2 separate regions of the Hordeum vulgare genome follow, and region 2 is linked to region 1. A link is a contact called in public Hi-C data. All regions are on one chromosome and are shown on one strand. Each heading gives the region's core, a stretch centred on a gene start, on an enhancer-like site or on the middle of the called end of the contact. The rest is flanking DNA. Distances are from core to core; before and after follow the strand shown. Region 1 holds the start of LOC123427191 (probable leucine-rich repeat receptor-like protein kinase At5g63930). Region 2 holds the start of LOC123427194.

Region 1 (5,261 bases), core at 1,253-3,752:
GGAAGCAGGCGGCGGCCATTTGGGAGTGGGAGGGAAGTGAGAGCACAGCAACGGCATCCGATCAATGTTGACTAGGTTGACCAATCAACTCGACTGAATATAGAGCTATACGACGAGCTAGTAACGGTCACCTTAACCCGTATATAATGACCATAATAAACATATTTTAAAGGCGAGTGGTAATAAGCATATTTTAAAGGCGAGTGGCCGTAGTGAGCTTTCAACTCAAATACACTGCTCTTTATAATACTGGTCAGTTCTCACATTACAAAGTCATAACACCGGCCAAAAAATATATATGCACAAACGTGTGTATGAAACCTATGGACATATTCAATTGTTCGGGGGCCGATGCTCTAGTCTTCCCGGAGACTTTCTTCCCCAGAATAAAGGGAAGTCAGAGCGCTCTAGTTATCCTAGGGTTTGATCCATTCTTCCAAAGGGTAGATATGTTTCAGAGCCGGGTTTCAGCGAATGGTATTGCTATACACTATTTTTTTTCTGGGAGAGAAGGCGATTTTTGTTGACCTAGCGCAGGTATAATACTCGCGTACAAGTACGACCAGTACTGCAATTCTTACGTTTTTATTCTATATAGAATGGGTTAGACCCGGATCAAATCCGAAAGATAAACTTAAGGTGAAGGACGTGTCATGTTTGAATTTCGGCGTGCAAAGGCATCGTTGCTCGGGTCGTCTTTCCCCGGAAAACCCGGGCAATGCGTTTTGCAGAGCAGAGAAGCTTCTCCTCTGGGGTGCCAACGGTGCCTCGAGTCCATGCGCGGCACAGTTGGCCGTGCACGTGGAACGCCGACCCATGCATCTGTCGCGGGTGGAGGATTCCCGCGGTTTGTGCGTGCCATACATCAGTCAGTCAGTCCTCGACGTCGCACTGATCCATCCATCCATCCATGTAAAGAAAAGAAAAGAAAAGAAAAGAAAAGTTGACAGCAGGGTGAGTAAACTAGAAGGCACCCCGGTCCATCCGTGCACCTCCACCTCCACGTCCCTACCTAGAGAACTGCATAGGTATTGCACGCACTCGCACGCACGTAAAGGAGCACATCCTTCTTTTTGCTCGATCTCACTCGCGCACCCCAAGGCCAGGCCAGGTAGCACGACGACTGCTGCTACTCCAGCCCGGAACGGACCAGAGACGGCGAACCGTGCGAATTTCCCATGACCCGGAGGGAAAACCGACGGCCACGAACGAACTCGGGGCAACCGATCACACGCACACGCGATGCTTTGGTGGTGGTGGCAACTGGCAAGCGTGCGCATCTGCCTTTCTCCGTGTCTCGACATGTACAGGGCCGGCAACCCGTGCAGTCACGTACTCCTACGCAGACGCAGCGGCTGAGCTCACCCGTGAGCCATCCACCCATCGCCCATTATGAGTTGATGACAGGACAAAGAAAACCAATCAGTTCCCATCCAAACCCGTAGAGACACGCATGGAAGACGTACAGTATGATTAGCGCTATTTTGTCACGACCAGACAAGACCAGACCGAGACCAGTATGATTAGCACCGGTATTTCCTTTTTCTGGAGCGACAGATAATCACGGCTGTTCTCCCAAACCAAACATACGTCCTCGGCACTGTGCAGCCGGTGCCGCCCGCCAACACGGCCTGCCTACCCTACCCTGCCCTACCACTACCGGTACACACACACGCACACGCACACGCACACACTAGCACCGAGTACGTAACTCCAAACCCCAGCAGCACACAAATTAAAGGCCAGAAGCAACAAGAGAAATTAAAGACTACACTAGACTAGAGTTAGGGAGAAAAGCGCCGGGGTGGGGCCGGCCGGATTAGGACGAAAAGCAAAGCTCGAGCGGAAGCAAGCAAAGAGGGGAAGGGAAGGGAAGGGAAGCAAAGGGGGGCCAGGCTAGATCGAGGGAGAGGGACCGCCCGCGAGCGATTGCTACGCTTCGCGAGCGTGCTTGCCTGCCATTTCCTCCCCTCCGTCCGGCCCGAGCCAACTTCTTCTCCCCACCCCCCCTACCACCACCAGTCCACCACCTCCATCACCTCCCCTCCTCCCCCTAGCTAGCTAGCTAGCTATCTCGCCATCTCCCCTCATCTCCCTCTCTCCCTACTCCGCTGCGGCGCGTCCGTCTCTTCATCGCCCATTCACCACTCTTTGCCCGGCGCGGCAGTGAGCCGGCGCCAGAGCGCGGCCCAGCGGCGGCGGGACTGCGGCGTGGCGGAAGCGCGGCGGAAAACGCGGTGAGTTGGAAAGCCTCTTACTTTGCTCTTGTTGCGGGCGTGCGCGCGTCCGCATTAATGCGCCCTCCTGGTGCGCCGTGCTGTACCCTCGCGCGATGTGCTGCTGGCTTGCGGTTGTAGGGGGTGGGGGTGGCGTTAGTTACTGCGCGCAGCTCGCTCGCTCGCTCGCTAGCTCTGTGCGGAGTGAAAGGCCCGCTCCTAGATCTGTTTCGGACGGGGTGGCGGTGGCGGTGCGCGGCGGTGCTGTTCATGGGTCCCTCCCTCCGATGGGCCGGGGCCTCCCGCGATTTCAGGGGGACGCGGCCCCTCCTCGGTTCTTATTGGGTGTTTCAAACATCCTTGTCTGCAAATATACATGGTGGGATTGGTGGCCGGCTACTCCTGTTCCGGTTTCCTTGATTGGTCCTAGCCTGAATCAGGAGTAAGCATTATTTTCATACGAGGGGTGATTCGATTCTTGTCGCTTTTCAGTGATTCTTCCCGGTGTTAGATTCTTGATTTGGAGTTCCTGAATTTGATTCTTAGTACTAGTACTATAGCTTTCATTCCTGCTCTGGATCGTCGTGCTGTCCATTCCTCTGAAAACGAAGGCCATGCAAAATAGAAGTAGTACTACGTAGCATCCTGCGGATAGTTATGCTGTTGGAATCTTTCCAGAACAGAAGCATTTCATTTGCGTCATGTTCTAAAAATTCTCTCCTTGCATTCTGTTTCAGGAGGTCTGGAAGGCGCAGAGATGCACAAGGCTATAGCAGTTGTTCTGCTCCTTGTTCGGCTCTGAGCATTGGTTGATTTGCAAAGTGAAGATAGCATGGGCCCTGGGACGGCATCGGCGTCCTGGGGTTTGCAACTCGGCGTGGTGCTGGTCTTTCTGCTGGCCTCTGGCTGCCAGGGGCTGAGCCATGAGGGCTGGCTTCTCCTGGGTCTCAAGAGCCAGATGATTGACACTTACAACCACCTTGACAACTGGAACCCGAGGGATCCATCGCCGTGCGCATGGAGGGGTGTCAACTGCTCCTCGTCCTCATCGTCGAGGCTAGCAGTGGTGTCTCTCAACGTCAGCAACATGAACCTGTCGGGCACCGTCGGCCCCGGCATTGGCGGTCTTACTGAGCTCACTAGCCTTGATCTGTCCTTCAATGAGTTCTCTGGAACCATCCCTCCGGATATTGGGAATTGCTCAAAACTGGTGTTGCTCAACTTGAATAACAACAATTTTGACGGTACAATCCCCCCTGAGCTCGGGAAACTGGTCATGCTGACCGGATGCAATCTGTGCAATAACAGGCTCCATGGTCCAATACCTGATGAGATTGGTAACATGTCATCACTTCAAGACTTGGTGGGGTACAGTAACAACCTCTCCGGTTCTATACCACATTCCATCGGCAAGCTCAAGAACCTGAAGACCATTCGGCTTGGACAGAATCTTATATCTGGCAGCATTCCTGCCGAGATAGGTGAATGCCGTAACCTGACCGTGTTTGGTCTTGCACAGAACAAGTTAGAAGGGCCTTTGCCAAAAGAGATTGGGAGACTGGGTCTTATGACAGACCTAATCCTGTGGGGAAATCAGCTTTCTGGCCCCATTCCTTCAGAGATCGGAAATTGCACAAATCTCAGGACAGTTGCCCTTTATGATAATGATCTGGTTGGTCCTATACCTGCAACAATTGGGAACATTACTTATCTTGAGAAGCTATATCTTTACAGGAATTCCATAAATGGTACCATTCCATCTGAAATTGGGAAGCTTTCTTTTGCAGAAGAGGTTGATTTTTCTGAGAATTTCTTAACTGGAGGGATACCAAAGGAATTTGGCAACATACCAGGGCTGTATCTACTCTACCTCTTCCAGAATCAGCTTACCGGCTTTATTCCTAGTGAGTTGTGTGGATTGAGGAACTTGAGCAAGCTTGATCTTTCGATCAATTCACTCACCGGCCCAATTCCAGCCGGATTTCAGTACATGACCAAGCTAATCCAGTTGCAACTCTTCAACAATATGCTATCAGGGGACATACCTCCAAGGTTTGGCATTTACAGTCGACTCTGGGTGGTGGATTTCTCAAATAACAACATTACAGGGCAGATACCTCGAGATCTTTGTAGGCAGTCAAACCTTATTTTGTTGAATCTGGGGTCTAACAAGTTGACTGGAAACATACCTCACAGAATCACCAGCTGTAAATCCTTGGTGCAGCTTCGTCTCAGTGACAACAGTCTGACAGGAAGCTTCTCCACTGATCTCTGCAATCTGGTGAATTTGACAACAATTGAGCTGGCTCGAAACAAGTTCAATGGCCCCATTCCTCCTCAGATAGGGAATTGCAACACTCTGCAGAGGCTTAACCTTGCAAATAATTATTTCACATCTGAGTTGCCTCGAGAAATAGGGAACTTGTCAAAGCTTGTGGTCTTCAATATCTCGTCTAACAGGCTAGGAGGAAGCATACCGCTGGAGATCTTCAATTGTACAACGTTGCAACGTCTTGATCTCAGCCAGAATAGCTTTGAAGGTTCATTGCCAAATGAAGTTGGTAGACTGCCTCAGCTGGAGCTTCTCTCGTTTGCTGATAATAGGCTATCTGGACAGATGCCACCTATTCTTGGTAAACTTTCACATTTGACAGCACTGCAGATTGGTGGCAATCGATTCTCCGGTGGAATACCAAAGGAGCTGGGCCTGCTGTCAAGCTTGCAGATTGCCATGAATTTGAGCTATAATAATCTCTCAGGGAATATACCATCAGAGCTTGGCAGTCTTGCATTACTGGAAAGTTTGTTTCTCAATAATAACAACCTGACAGGTGAAATCCCAGATACATTTGTAAACCTGTCAAGTTTGCTTCAGCTCAATGTCTCGTACAATAATCTCACAGGTACTCTCCCCCCTGTGCCGCTTTTTGACAACATGGTTGTCACCAGCTTTATTGGAAACAGAGGACTCTGTGGTGGACAACTTGGCAAGTGTGGATCTGAGTCACCCGCCTCTTCCCAGTTATCCGACTCGGTCAGTCGCCC
Region 2 (5,261 bases), core at 761-3,260, 430 kb before region 1:
ATACTGGTGGAGCAGTTCCCTTGATGGATGATCCTTGCATTGGATGGACTGGTATACACTTGCAACCCTGAAAGTAAAGGGAGGGATGCGTTTCAGAGACTTGCAGCTCTTCAACCTGGCCCTCCTCGGAAAGCATGGATGAAGACTTGTCACGAGCCCGGAGTTGCTCTGTGCACGAGTGCTCAAAGGGAAGTACTTCCCGGACACTGATTTCCAGTGCGCTATGGTGCACCCGCATGCATCTGCTACCTAGCGGGCTATGCTGGCAGGCAGAGAGGCACTGGAGGCCGATATGATTAAGAGGATTGGTGATGGTACGACAGTCTCGATCTGGAGGGACCTGTGGATCCCGGGGCTTATCTCCATGAAACCGTTGGTGCAAATTGGCGCGGCAAGCATGACCACAGTTTTAGAGTTGATTGATGCTGATTCTAGGACGTGAAAGATCGATGTTGTGAGGAACAATTTCATTTCTCCTGAGGTAGAAGCTATTCTTAATATCCCTTTGAGGTGGATGGGAGGAGATGACAGTTGGGCATGTCAGCGGAGAAAACAGGCATCTACACTGTAAAATTAGCGTACCAAGCTCTCATGATTCGCAACGAGCATCTTGCTCTAGAAGAAGGGTTGGTTACAGAACATCCAGAGACGAACAAGCAGTTGTGGACAAGGCTTTGGAAGCTGAATGTGGTGCCAAAAGTTTGCGTGTTCTGGTGACGTGTGCTATGAGGGATACTTCCGGTTGAGAGCACCCTCAAGTACAGGCACATCGCGACTCTAGCCAGATGCAAAGTTTGCGTGACAGCAGATGAAGATATGTATCATGCATTGATACAATGCACCCATGCAAAGTGCTTCTCGAGAGAAGCACGCGAGTGGTTGGATATCAAGCTGCCAGAATTGCATGGATTGACTTGGTCTAGGGATATTCTCTGTAACCCTCGCTTTGATGCTTCAGATCAAGCTAAGATCATCACGATGACGTGGGCTATCTGAACATCTCGGAACAACATTCTCGTGACAAGGCAAGTATGGACCCGATTCAGTCAGTGAAGATGGTTAGAGAAGCTCTTGCGGTGCTAGAGCTTCCAACCAAGTATGCGAGCATACTACCAGGTCAGGGGTGGCGACCACCAGACGGAGACGTGATCAAAATCAACACTGATGCTGGGATCTCCATGATGGAGCACAAATCAGGTATCGGTGGTGTGGCTCGGTCATCCTCGTCGTTTGTCTCAGCTTGGTGCAAGCCATGCCCAGGTATTACGGACCCTCTTGTTGCGGAGGCATCTGCTGTGCGTGAAGGCGTGGTGGTGGCACTGCTTCGTGGATTTGCGTGGGTGCAAATTGAGACAGATAGCTTGGAGGTGGTGAACCTCTGAAAATCGCACCGGACTTTACGTTCTGTTATAGCGCCTTTACTCTTAGATATTGAGAAGCTAGCTGCTAGTTTTATTTTTTTAATAGTGCCGACGCCTCTTCGTACGAGTAAAACTCTTCATTACCCCGCAAAAAAAATCAACTCTCCTGTGGAGCTCTTCTAAATCATATGGATATCCCCTAAAATCAATTTCACGGTGCCCGCTGGAGACACCCTTTAATTCAAAAGGTTGAAGCAACACCTTCTACAAACAGAAAAGCAGGTACAGCAGCCACGGCGAATAAATGCACTCGTACTACATATACGGCACGCCGATTGCAACGTACCACCATGGTGGCCGAAGATACAAGAAACCATAAATTTGTGCGTACGACACATTTGGATCACGTAGACGTTGTAGCGTCCCGAAATCCATGCCACGCTCCGTACCGCAGGAGTATGTTCCTCGTCACTCACTCGCAGTTACTCCACGATCCGCGTCCCTCGCTCATCATCACCGCCTTTTCTCCACTCCACGCGACGCACACGCACGCACGCACGCAACCCGGCCACCCCTCCCACGCACGACACGAGCGGCGGGCGGGCATCCGACGCGAAAGGGAGAGGAGCCAAGAACACAACAAAGCAACAGTTCACGGGGCAGAACAGAAGGGAGCTGGGTAAATTCCGGTCCATTCCGCCAACCTCCCTCCCGTCCCGTCCCATTCGCCGCTCCCACTGCACACTGCGACTGCTTGCGCAGTGGTACTAGCTCGCTGCTCCGCCCCCCGCCGCCGGCCAATGCTCGCCGCCGCTCCCCCGTAGGTGCGCCCTCCCCGATCCCTGCCCTCCCTCCTCCCCCGTCTCCTTCCCCGGAACGCGTGACATGAGTGGGATTCTATCCCCTTTTTTTGTCGCCGAGGATTTCTCGCCTTCCTGTTGGTAGCGCATTGTTTTCTTCTTCCTTATCTGGTTTTGGGTTCATCTTCCTCCGCGGCGGAATCCGGCCATGGGGCGCCGGATGCGCGGCGGCATTCGATTCAGGCCGTTGTGTTTCTTCTCAGGCGAGGAGTTTGATTGCGGGTTTATTAGGTTTCGTCAGGGAATTTCGGGCCCGGGCGTGCGCAGGAGGGGGAGAATGTGGAGATCCGGGCTCGATTTATGATCCCCGGGACCAGAGATTGGCCATCGATGCTGGCGTAAAGGCGCCCGCTTTTTCCCCCAGTTCCTCCCGTCCCTTTCCGCTCCCGCGCCCGAGAATTTATTGCTCCGACGCGCGCCTGTCTCTGCCAGATTCCCTGCCCTGCGTACCCGGCCACCGGAGCTGCTGCCGCTGGCTCCTCTCGATTCCCGGATTAAACCGGGGAACTCAGCTGCATTCCGCGTGGAAAGCTCCGAGTTCTTGGTGTTTCTCCTCCTCCTCCCCTGTGGAGAAGACTGCAGAGTGCAGAAAGCTCCTCGGACAGCTCGCCCTTTTTCTTTTGCTTTGTGCCTTCACGGTTCGTTCGTCCGGTCCTCAGTTTTCTACATCACCTTCGTTACGTCTCGTTCATCCACCACAGTTTGCATCAGAACCATTTTAACCTCAAACAACAGCTCGAGTTTGTAACTCCTCATAATCATCCCAGGAAGTGTGCAACCAAAGCCGATCTCCTTTCCAGTTTCCACCCCCTCTCTCTCATGTGAGCTGTGATTCCCGTGCCTGCGAAATAATCTATCTGACGACGGCAAAAGCGCAGCCTTAAAAAGCCTCTCCCGCTGCAGAGATTCCTTGGGACGGTAATCATGGCCTCACTCGCCACCCATGAGTTGCTAAACCCGATCCAATGCACTCTGCATCATGTTACCCCCCTGTTCGCTGCCGCTACATTTCTACTTTTCCATCTTGCCCCCTCCTGTCACCAGGCACAGTGGTTTATCGTTTCGTTCGACGCGCCATTTTGCCATCTTCCCTCGGTTTTTAACAAGAACAGGGCCATGGACTGTGCTCTTGCAGCGCCCATCTGGCCTACCAACGCCTGCGAAAAACCCAGCCTTAGCCATGTGTGTGTGTCCAAGTATTCCTGTGAGGACGGCATCGCGCTACAGTACTGCCGCCAGGCCTCCTCCTTTATGTCCCGTAGGTTCAAATTTTAAGGCTTCAAATGCTACTTAAGAGCCTCCCAAGACGCTCCACTCTCCGTTATTGCTGCTCTGCTAGCTGTTTGTACCGGCGGCGGCTTATAACGCTCTTGTTATTTAGTTAGCTTGATTGGCTGGCCTTGCGGGTCTCAGGTACAATCATGCGGCTGGTGATGTCTCATGTCCTCTGCGTCGTTTCGCTTAACTTCTTGGCCGTGACGCTGTTTTTTCAGGAATCCCATATCTTTGCTGATGTTGTGATGCTTGGAGGTAGTGGTTCTAGTGAGAAGAAGACAATGATCAACTTGTTCGACCTGAGTACGGGGATGGCCAGCACGAAGGCGCTCGCTGACAGAACTCACAGAGAAGGTACGTAAATTGCTCTCACTTTATCTTTATATATATTTGCAATGTTGTTGCTCTGCAACGTTTTTTGTTTTGGTAATGTGTATTCAGTTGTCAGCTGCTTCATTTTACTTGAGATAAATGCTGCTTCTCTACAATATATATGTTACTGCTTGGTGGTGGGTGGGGTGTAGTACTTTGGAAATTTCTGCCTTAGGTTCTAATATTTTGGACATTTGCTGGCACAAATATGGCCAATCTCCCCTCTTGTGTGGGCGCTAGATGGCATTGGCATTGTATGGAAAATGATTGCTTTGCATAATGTAGACATTTGGCCTTCGGATGATGACATGTTTTGCTTGTCTTTTCCTTTGGATGTTTTTCGCTCCATAGATTTCAAATAGCAAAGAGTACTGTTCCGTTTTCTTTGCAACACGCTGGTCCAAATATTGAAGTTGGCTGTGTTCTTTTTGTGTTAGCTTGTTTTGTCTGGCATGTAGGTTGTTTTTGTGTCATTGTCAAACTATTTATTTGTTTAGCTTGACCTTTCAGATTCTCCTGTTCGTAGAGGCCGGACAGATATCAAAAGAACCGTTGATCCTGATAAAGTTTGTATAGAGGATAAACTGGTGAGTGTCATGACATGTTTCAGTTTGTCATAGGTGCTCTGCCTAACATGTGGCAGCAAGAGTTTTTTTTTATGGCAAACGAGAACTCTCTGTCTTCTTTGTTCTAATACAAATTTCCCTGCAGGAGGCCAGTACTAGGAGTTCTTTAAGCAGCAAATCAGATGCATCACCCATGAAGAAGCTACTAGCAAACGAGATAGCCAAAGAAGTGGAATCAAAGAGGAAACCACCAAGTGTTGTTGCCAGATTGATGGGGCTTGAAGATGATCTACCTGCTCAAGAACAGGCATTACATTCTCCCAAAAGAAATTTGAGGAGAAGTCAATTGTATGATGATTATGCAGCAACAAAGAGGACCCTGCAGCAGCAAGAGCAGCGCCTCTACAACAAAACAACACGGGGCAAACACATAGGCCCCAAGGAAACAGTAGAATTTAAGGATGTGTATGCAGTCTGCGAAGAACCATTAAGAACCCATCATCTTCAGGACCAAACTTCTTCAGGAGGGAGGTCTTCACAACACAAGAGCGACGCAAGGATTGAAGTTGTTCGACAAAAGTTCATACAAGCAAAACGCCTTGCCACAGATGAAAATTTCCTTCATTCAAAGGAGTTTCAAGAAGCCCTCGAGGTTCTAAGTTCAAATAAGGATCTCTTTCTAAAGTTCCTTGAAGAACCAAGCTCTGTTTTCTCGAACCCGCTCTATGGACAAAACACAATGCCTGCACCACCTCAGACAAAGCGCATTACTGTGTTGAAACCATTTAAATCTGCTGAGAATATAGGGGCAAGAGAAACCAGAACAC

The links. A called contact is a pair of places that touch in the nucleus more often than the background predicts.
Region 2: a Hi-C map of seedling shows a contact between it and region 1, with 4 times the contacts expected there. The contact joins the promoter of LOC123427194 here to the promoter of LOC123427191 in region 1. A contact is called at or near these places in 2 of 6 Hi-C or Micro-C datasets (leaf and seedling) and 1 of 1 datasets of contacts at active chromatin or transcription factors (embryo).

The regions. Positions count from the first base shown.
Region 1 is chr2H:551,809,902-551,815,162 of MorexV3_pseudomolecules_assembly, reverse strand. LOC123427191 (probable leucine-rich repeat receptor-like protein kinase At5g63930) reads left to right here and starts at 2,502. Exons shown (of 5, transcript XM_045111173.1): 1 at 2,502-2,658; 2 at 2,954-5,261. The coding sequence starts at 3,049.
Region 2 is chr2H:552,238,145-552,243,405 of MorexV3_pseudomolecules_assembly, reverse strand. LOC123427194 reads left to right here and starts at 2,010. Exons shown (of 6, transcript XM_045111178.1): 1 at 2,010-2,185; 2 at 3,715-3,850; 3 at 4,379-4,455; 4 at 4,580-5,261. The coding sequence starts at 3,742.